Linked DNA regions of Anas platyrhynchos: region 2 is linked to region 1. The links are chromatin contacts, called in public Hi-C maps. All regions are on one chromosome and are shown on one strand. The core of a region is the stretch at or near the end of the contact, and the rest is flanking DNA. Distances in the headings are between cores, read along the strand shown. Region 1 holds the start of SYNE2 (spectrin repeat containing nuclear envelope protein 2). Region 2 overlaps SYNE2 (spectrin repeat containing nuclear envelope protein 2).

What was found. A called contact is a pair of places that touch in the nucleus more often than the background predicts.
Region 2: a contact with region 1 is called in a Hi-C map of subcutaneous adipose tissue, with 2.1 times the contacts expected there. The contact joins the enhancer-like site here to the promoter of SYNE2 in region 1. A contact is called at or near these places in 4 of 8 Hi-C or Micro-C datasets (liver, skeletal muscle and subcutaneous adipose tissue).

The regions. Positions count from the first base shown.
Region 1 is chr5:7,527,976-7,531,522 of IASCAAS_PekinDuck_T2T, forward strand. It overlaps SYNE2 (spectrin repeat containing nuclear envelope protein 2), which reads left to right and starts at 1,628. Exons shown (of 117, transcript XM_072038196.1): 1 at 1,628-1,782.
Region 2 is chr5:7,580,297-7,583,843 of IASCAAS_PekinDuck_T2T, forward strand. It overlaps SYNE2 (spectrin repeat containing nuclear envelope protein 2), which reads left to right. Exons shown (of 117, transcript XM_072038196.1): 27 at 719-876; 28 at 1,326-1,473; 29 at 2,914-3,512. Among named protein-coding and RNA genes, the nearest start is that of TRNAL-CAG, 13 kb to the right of the region's middle. Within about 2 kb of position 2,010, at least 5 of the 8 cell types and tissues checked have an H3K27ac peak or open chromatin away from gene starts, as enhancers often do. A contact at or near this core is called in subcutaneous adipose tissue, where this site is marked.

The DNA.
Region 1 (3,547 bases), core at 378-2,877:
TAATTCTTGAAGGAACAGAGCTTAGTTTTGATGTTCCATCTTTTCTCCCTTACTTAAACACAAGACTGACATTTAGCAGTCAACAGTAGTAAATACGTCGGAAATGCTTTTTTTTTTTTTTTTTTTTTTCACTCTGAGCAATGCACTACAGTAACCGTAACACAGAAATTAGGAAACTGTGGCAGACTGCCTGAATGCATCCCTCTGCCTTAATCCGTGTCCGTGGAATATCAAAGACAACACCACCGTTACGCAAATGTTATAGAAACCCCAGCAACCTCACAAAAAACACTTGTGGGTTGATTTGTCACAAAGGCAGCATGAATCAGAGCAGGTGCTTGCCAAGGCAGGGCAGTCAGGTTGTAACCAGCTTTGACTGGTGCTCCTGCAACACGTTGCGTCCTTTGACTCCAACTAAAATAGCACTCAGAAAGGTGCAAGATTCATTTGTACCTGGAGGGAAAAAAATAATTAAAAATGTTATGGATAATCAGGAGTCCAAATCTGGAAGAGCTTCAGTTATAAGTTCAGTTATAAGGAGGAGGGCAGGAAGGAGTGGAACATTTGGCTTTGTAGCCTTCCAATGCAGGACCTCGCTTGTTTCTACTTTTTTAAGTTGGTTGATGTTTTATCAGCACAGATTCATGAGAAAACTGATGCATTGGCACTGGCAGGAAGTGGTTTTTGGAAAGTTTCTTTTTTCTTTGGATAGCTAGCTGAACTCTGAGTGCATAAAGCAAATGTTCCCACTAGCTGCATCTTCTCACTTTGTGAAGTCTGTAGCCAAAAGCTACGCAGTCCCAAAGAGAATAAGAAATTTCCTCCTACCCCCACAAAACTAAAACCCTTCCTTGAAGTTTGTAAAAAAACATCTAAGTTCTTCCGTGTTCACATAAGTGGTCCCAATTTACACTTTGAGAGCTCTGGCTAGGCAAAGGTGGGTGATGTGCCCCTGAGACCAGGCTGGATGTCCACGCACGGCTGCAGGGAGCTGGGCACAGGGAAGGATGCTGCGGCCATATAGGATGGAGCAGGAGCTGGAGAGGTCTCCAGTTTCTGTCTGCTTAGGTTTCTGAGGTTCTAAACATGATCTGAGGGTGCTGCAGGTTTGTGGCAATGCAAAAGTGTTTTACTTCTTTGTACCATGTTAGTTCAGACCATCCCAGACCAGGGAATGGTTCTTATCATTACGGACACATCTTTCGTGCCCTTGTTTACCTCCAGCGCGACCCTTCACCCCAAACACCCAGACACACACACACACTGTGGCCTCCCCTGCCTGCTTCCAGCAGCTGGGGCAGGGGGCACAGCGGTGCCCTGCTCAGCTCGGGGGACAAAACACCGGCAAATCCCACAGCTGGGGCTGGCGAGGGGAGCAAGCAAGGCGAGGGAGCAAGCTGAGGGGAGCAAGCGCTGATGAGGGAGCAAGCTTGCTCGGGCCGGGATGGGAAGCAAAAACCAAACCGAGTGAAACGAAAACAGCTCCGGCTGTTCAGTAGGGGGACAGGAGACCCCCTCAGGGGCCGGCCAGCCCAGCGGGGCCCCGCTCCTCCTTCACCCGGCCGCGGCCGATGGAGGCGGAGCAGGGGCCGGACCGCGCCGCCCCGGGGGTGCGGGGGCTGCGGCCTCGCCGCTTTCCCGGCCGCGGGCGGGGAGCGGCGGGTGCCTGGGCCCTCCTCCTCCTTCCCCCCTTTCCTTCTCCTCCTCCTCCTTCTCCTCCTCCTCCTCCTCCTCGTCCCGCCGCCCAAGCCCTCAGCGCCTCCACCCGGACCCGCCGCCGCGGTGAGTCTGCCCCGCCGGGCACCCCGAGTTGCGGCGCGGCCGCGCCTTTGTGTGGGGAGCAGCGGCTGGACTGGGCTGGGCACGGCTCGGCTCGGCTCGGCTGGGCTCCGCCGCGGCGGTACCTGCCCGCCTTTGTTCCCCGCCGCCTTTGTTCCCTCGGAGGGCCGCGGGAGGGTTTTGTCGCCCAAAAGCCCGGCTCCCCACAGCCTTGGGGGGGGTATAGGGGGGATCCCGGGGCGGTGGGTCCCGCCTGAAGGCGGTGCGGGGAGAGCCGGTGGGTGCTGGCCGGGGCAAAGTTGTCTCCGGAGCGAAAAGTAGCGGTGTGCTGCGGGGGGCTCTGTGCTGGCTCCAGGGCTGTGCTGCTGTGGTGGTTTTACCTTTTTGCAGCCTCCTGGCTGAGGCGCTGAGCCCTGCCCGTGCTTCCCGCGCTGCTCAGGGCTTCTTTCTCCTCAGCCCTGCCTCCAGCCCGGCTCTCAGGCACCCCCTGCTTGCTCTCCAGTCACTGCCTGTGGGGATGGTGCTCCCTGCCTTGGCACTGACCTGCCTCAGGCTCAGGGATCCCCTCCCTGTCCCCCCAAACACTCCTCTTCCATCCCTTCTCTTTCCCTGAGGGGTGCCGCAGCAGCATGGAGGCAGAGCAGGTGCTTGCTTCTCGGCTTCCTCGAAACACCCAGACAAGAAAACTTTGGGCAAGTTTGTTTGAGGGCTTCTCACTGCCTCTCCATCCTTTGTCAGCTCGGTGTTTGCATGTTCCTCGCGCCTCAGTGCCCCCCTGTCAGGGTGCCCCGTGTCTCACCTGTCCTCTGCCCCCTCTTTCCATCATTCACTCGTTTTTCTCCATCATTGCTTTCAGGAGCGCTTTACCCATCACAGGACAGGCAAAGGCAGAAGTGCCATGTGCAGGACCGTGGCTAGTTATTGTGACTGTGTGTTGGCCAAGCTAACAAAACCTCTGTTTATGCCTCTGGTCAAAACGTGATACCTTAAAAAAGGACACCCGTGGCCTCTGGCACCTGGTGAGCTGAGCCATGGGCTCCTGCCTCTTCTGTGACTGTTTTACGGCTCATGAAGGAGCACAGTGGCGGCTGCTAACTCTACACACAGCAACAGTACACACAGCCACCTCACATTAAAATCAGGGCAGCCGAAGTAACAGATTCCCAGGACAAAGCAGGGCACGTTGTGGTGGGAGCAGGAGGGGTGCTGTGGGGCCACTTGGACCTGCTGTGGAAGGGGAGCAGAGGCCCCGGCACCTGCCAGTGGGGATGGGGACGGGTTGCAAGGAGCAGGGGGATAGGCAGTGGCACACGGGAGCTTGGAGGGAAAATCTAGCAGTGACTGCAGTGAGCACTGTGCTGATTTGTGCTGTGGCAATGTTTGGGTCCCCCTTGTGCTGGATGCTGTACAAATACGTATTCAGAAGTGTATAAATGGTGGTTGTTCTTCTCTTCCTCATCACGAAGGGTGACGAATGATAACTGGCTTTACTGTAGCTATCTATAGCAAAGCCATACAGCTATCTATATGAAAGCTCCTTTATTTAAATGTCTACTTACAAATAACATCAGAAAACTGCTTTTTAAGTGCCACAGCTATCAGACCTTGCTAAGAACTGAGCAGGACAGTTTAAGGGGTGCAAAGGAACTTATTTCCTCTAATTAAATCTCATCAAAAGTTCATTAAAGTAAATGAGAACTCTGGTGGTGTCAGCACACAGCTGGTCCTGGAGTGTGCTAGCTATTTTTTATGTATTTGTCAGGCAAAG
Region 2 (3,547 bases), core at 760-3,259, 53 kb after region 1:
GTTTTACCAGTATTGCTGAAAGAAGAAATTGGTGGCGATCAGTTCTTGGTCTGCCGACTGAAATGGATCTAATGGAAAAAATAATTGTAGAAAACAGCTCTGTTGTCAGTGGGAATGGGAAGTGATGGACGAAACCCAGAGCTGGAGAAGTTTTCAAAGTTGAACCATCAAATGCCGATGGTGCATTTGCAGAATGAAACTCTTCCAGGACTTATAATTTAATTAGGTTTGTGAGAAACTTAAGGGGGTGTTAAAAGGCACATAATTGATGTTGGGACTTTAATTATTAAAATTTTCCAAGTCTTCCATAGAACGGAGCACAAAGGTTATCTAGCACGTTAGACCTTGGTTTAGTTCTAAGTTTGTTTTTGATTCTTTTGAACGCAGCTAAAATGAGATATTTTCCATTCATTCTTGTGTAAAAATGGCTGAACCATATTTATTGAACCTTTATAAAATGTAAACCAGGCATATGTCTGACAGAAAATTTTGTTATAAAAAGCTGACAGAGATTTACACACAGCTGAATTGGGTCTTTAAAAAAACAAAAAAGAAATTCTTAACTAAAGCTGACATTTTCAAATTTTTCTGCAGAAATTCTTGTGATTGTCATTTTATGAACTACCCAGTCTGTTGTAAAATGCAGAATCATATTAATTCAATTAACTATTCATATCTTTTAGTTGATAGAGACTGATACCACTTCCATACCTTTTAGGTGATAGAGAATGATACCACTTCTGGTTGGACACAGTTGGGAAACATCTCATCTACCTTAGAAAACCTTGTGGATGAAGTGGAAAGGGCTACTCTCTCTGAGACAAGAAGCAAGCTAGAAGGAGAATGGAAAGAACTTCAGGATATTATAAATACCAGGTATAAAATAATATTTCATAATATTGGCAAAGGAAAGGGATGCTTGTGAAGGAAATAATGTAGTTTAGAGAAAGTATCTGTGTATTTTAAATTCTTTTTTTTTTTTTTTTTAATTGTGTGAAATTAATCTTTTTCTTAATTATACATAGCTCATATGTATCTTGCAGATAGTGTGGGTCTCTCCAGGAAGCTCAGAGCCAGATCTTTGTAGCATTGCTGTGCAGTATTCCCAAGCTTATTTTTATTTCCTTCAACCTTCTGGTTAAATGCACTGGGATTCACACTGCTTATATTACTAATCAATAGAAAAACTCCTTTGACCCCAGAGGAGGAGGATTAGATCAATTAGACAGTCAATTACAATACCTCTGTGGCTTCTTGTGCTGTAAAATGTCAAGTGTCTTTTCTTGCTGGCTTTCCTAGTTCGCGTTTCTTTATGTTTCTTGTAGAACAAACTCTTTAAGGACTGCTTTGGAAATCGTTTTGCCAATAGAAAATGAATCCATTCTTCTACGTGAATTAGATCAGCGGCTGAACAAAAAGGACATCCAACAGTTTAATCTGATGAATAGTGATCTTGCTTACAGGGAGCTAAAGGTAAGGGAAAAGGCAGAGATGCAGAGACAACACCCTAACCAGAATAGTTCTTAATATTTGTAAGAGCTTGTGAACTTCATGGGATTTCTCTCTTAGGACTTTGGGACAATTCACAAGACTACCCAAAAACTTCTGACATCTAACAGCATTTTAATCCATACACTTCAAATACCATTGCTCCTGTAGACTCAAGTGGGTACCCTTGATAGTCTCCGCTGTAAAAAGCATAGCTGTGAATATTTCATCTTAGGTTAGGACTTTTCTTCGTTACAGATTTATGCTGTTCCCACCTGGCTTTATGTCACTTTGCAGAGTGATATAAATAATGCAGTGTTAATTACTGAGCTAAACTAAGCTGCCTTGTGTCACATCTGTTGAGGGATCTGAGCATGCCTCAGGATGGCTTTGGAAGGTCTGCGTGTATGCAGTAATTTATTCTGCTGATATCAGTATCTTGTGCTTAGACTCTGGTCTGTCTATTATGCAGAGTCGATGTTGTTTTTTTCCTGATATTCTGTCCCTGTTGAACATGTGGACTGCTAGACAGTACTGAAAGTTTGTGTTTGTCTGCCCTTGGTGCTCAAGCTGAGTAGGGTTTAGGTCTCTCAAGCTCTTGGGCAGAATGCATGTGCACTCTTTGTCTGAAAGGACTCTGGAAGAGTCTTGCATTTTTTCCCAGCCCTGCACTTCCAAGTTTCACAACAGTGATGTACTGCTGTTTGCCTGAGGGCTGCGTAATCCTTTAACCAGACAGTGTGCAGGCTTCATGGAGAGAATTTTACATGTGTGTAAGTTTCCTCCAAGAATATCGCAATAAAAGAACTTAAAAGGTGGCAGAAGTAGCAGTCTGCTGTAAGAGCTTGCTGGTTTCAGTCCCAGGACTCTTGTAATCCTTTTCTCCTATTTTTGAGGTTGCTGGCAAGAGATTTGAGCTTTTTTATGGTGCTGATCATATTACTTTTATGTGGAATACCATTTTACTTGATTTTTCTTTTTTTTGCCCCTTCCTCCACCAATATCCAGATGAGGAAAAAATGTTTTTCTTTCTCAACCACCCTATTTAGCATATTTACTGTATTGCCATGACAAAGTCATTCTGCCATAATCTGATTGCCTCGTAGTGCCTTATGTCTGTGTTTGTAATATGATATTATCTCTTAGCAAATGGCTAATTGAATGTATAGGCGTAATGATTCAGATTTAATAAACTCAATTGCATTTAATGTTGTTTTCATATCTAGATCTCCCGCAGTCCTAAATTGCAATGAAAATTCCAAACACCCAAATCTTAAAAATGTTCTCCTTCACTCTTTTAACGATATAGATACATATATTCTATTTGGATCAGTATAATTTGTTTTCAGTCACAGGTTCAGCTTGAATATAGCATAAAGATTTTCTTTCACTTGCTAACACTGTTGATGATTCTCTCAATTTCAGGAGCTACAGAGGTCTATATTAAATCAGATTGAAGTGTGCAAGCAATTGGAAAACCTGGACAGTTCAGCAAGAGATGAATTTAATCCAATAGATCTGCAAGCTGCAAGTAAAATTATGTTTTATTATCAAAACCAGCTTGAAGAAATGAGCCATAAAATGCAGATCCGAGAGACAGTCCTTAAAGATCTGGAAGCTTTTATGGCCTCACTGAGGAAGATTCAGAGTTCCATAAGACGTCTCACAGATTCCTCGGGTCAACCTGAAATACAGGAAAAAGTGTTGAGAGAGGCTGCACAAGAAGTCTCTCATATGGCAAAAGAGGCTAAATGTTTGGATGAACGCCTGAAAGCAGTTGATATTTGCTTGGAAGATGCTGAGTGTGGGGGAGAGACCTGGTGTGAAAAACTAGTTCTGAATTTATCTGAAGAGCTAACTATGACTTGTGGTCACTCAAGTGATCAGATGCTGACAGAGGAAAATGATTTATACAAGATATTTTCCACAAGAAATTGTGAACTCCTTAAAAACATTCAGGATCTACGTGATAGAATTAACAAAATAGGCTTGAAGGATCCAACGATTCCAGCTATTCAACAAAGGTAAATTCTTTTTCAAAGCTCTTGTAATTTCATAA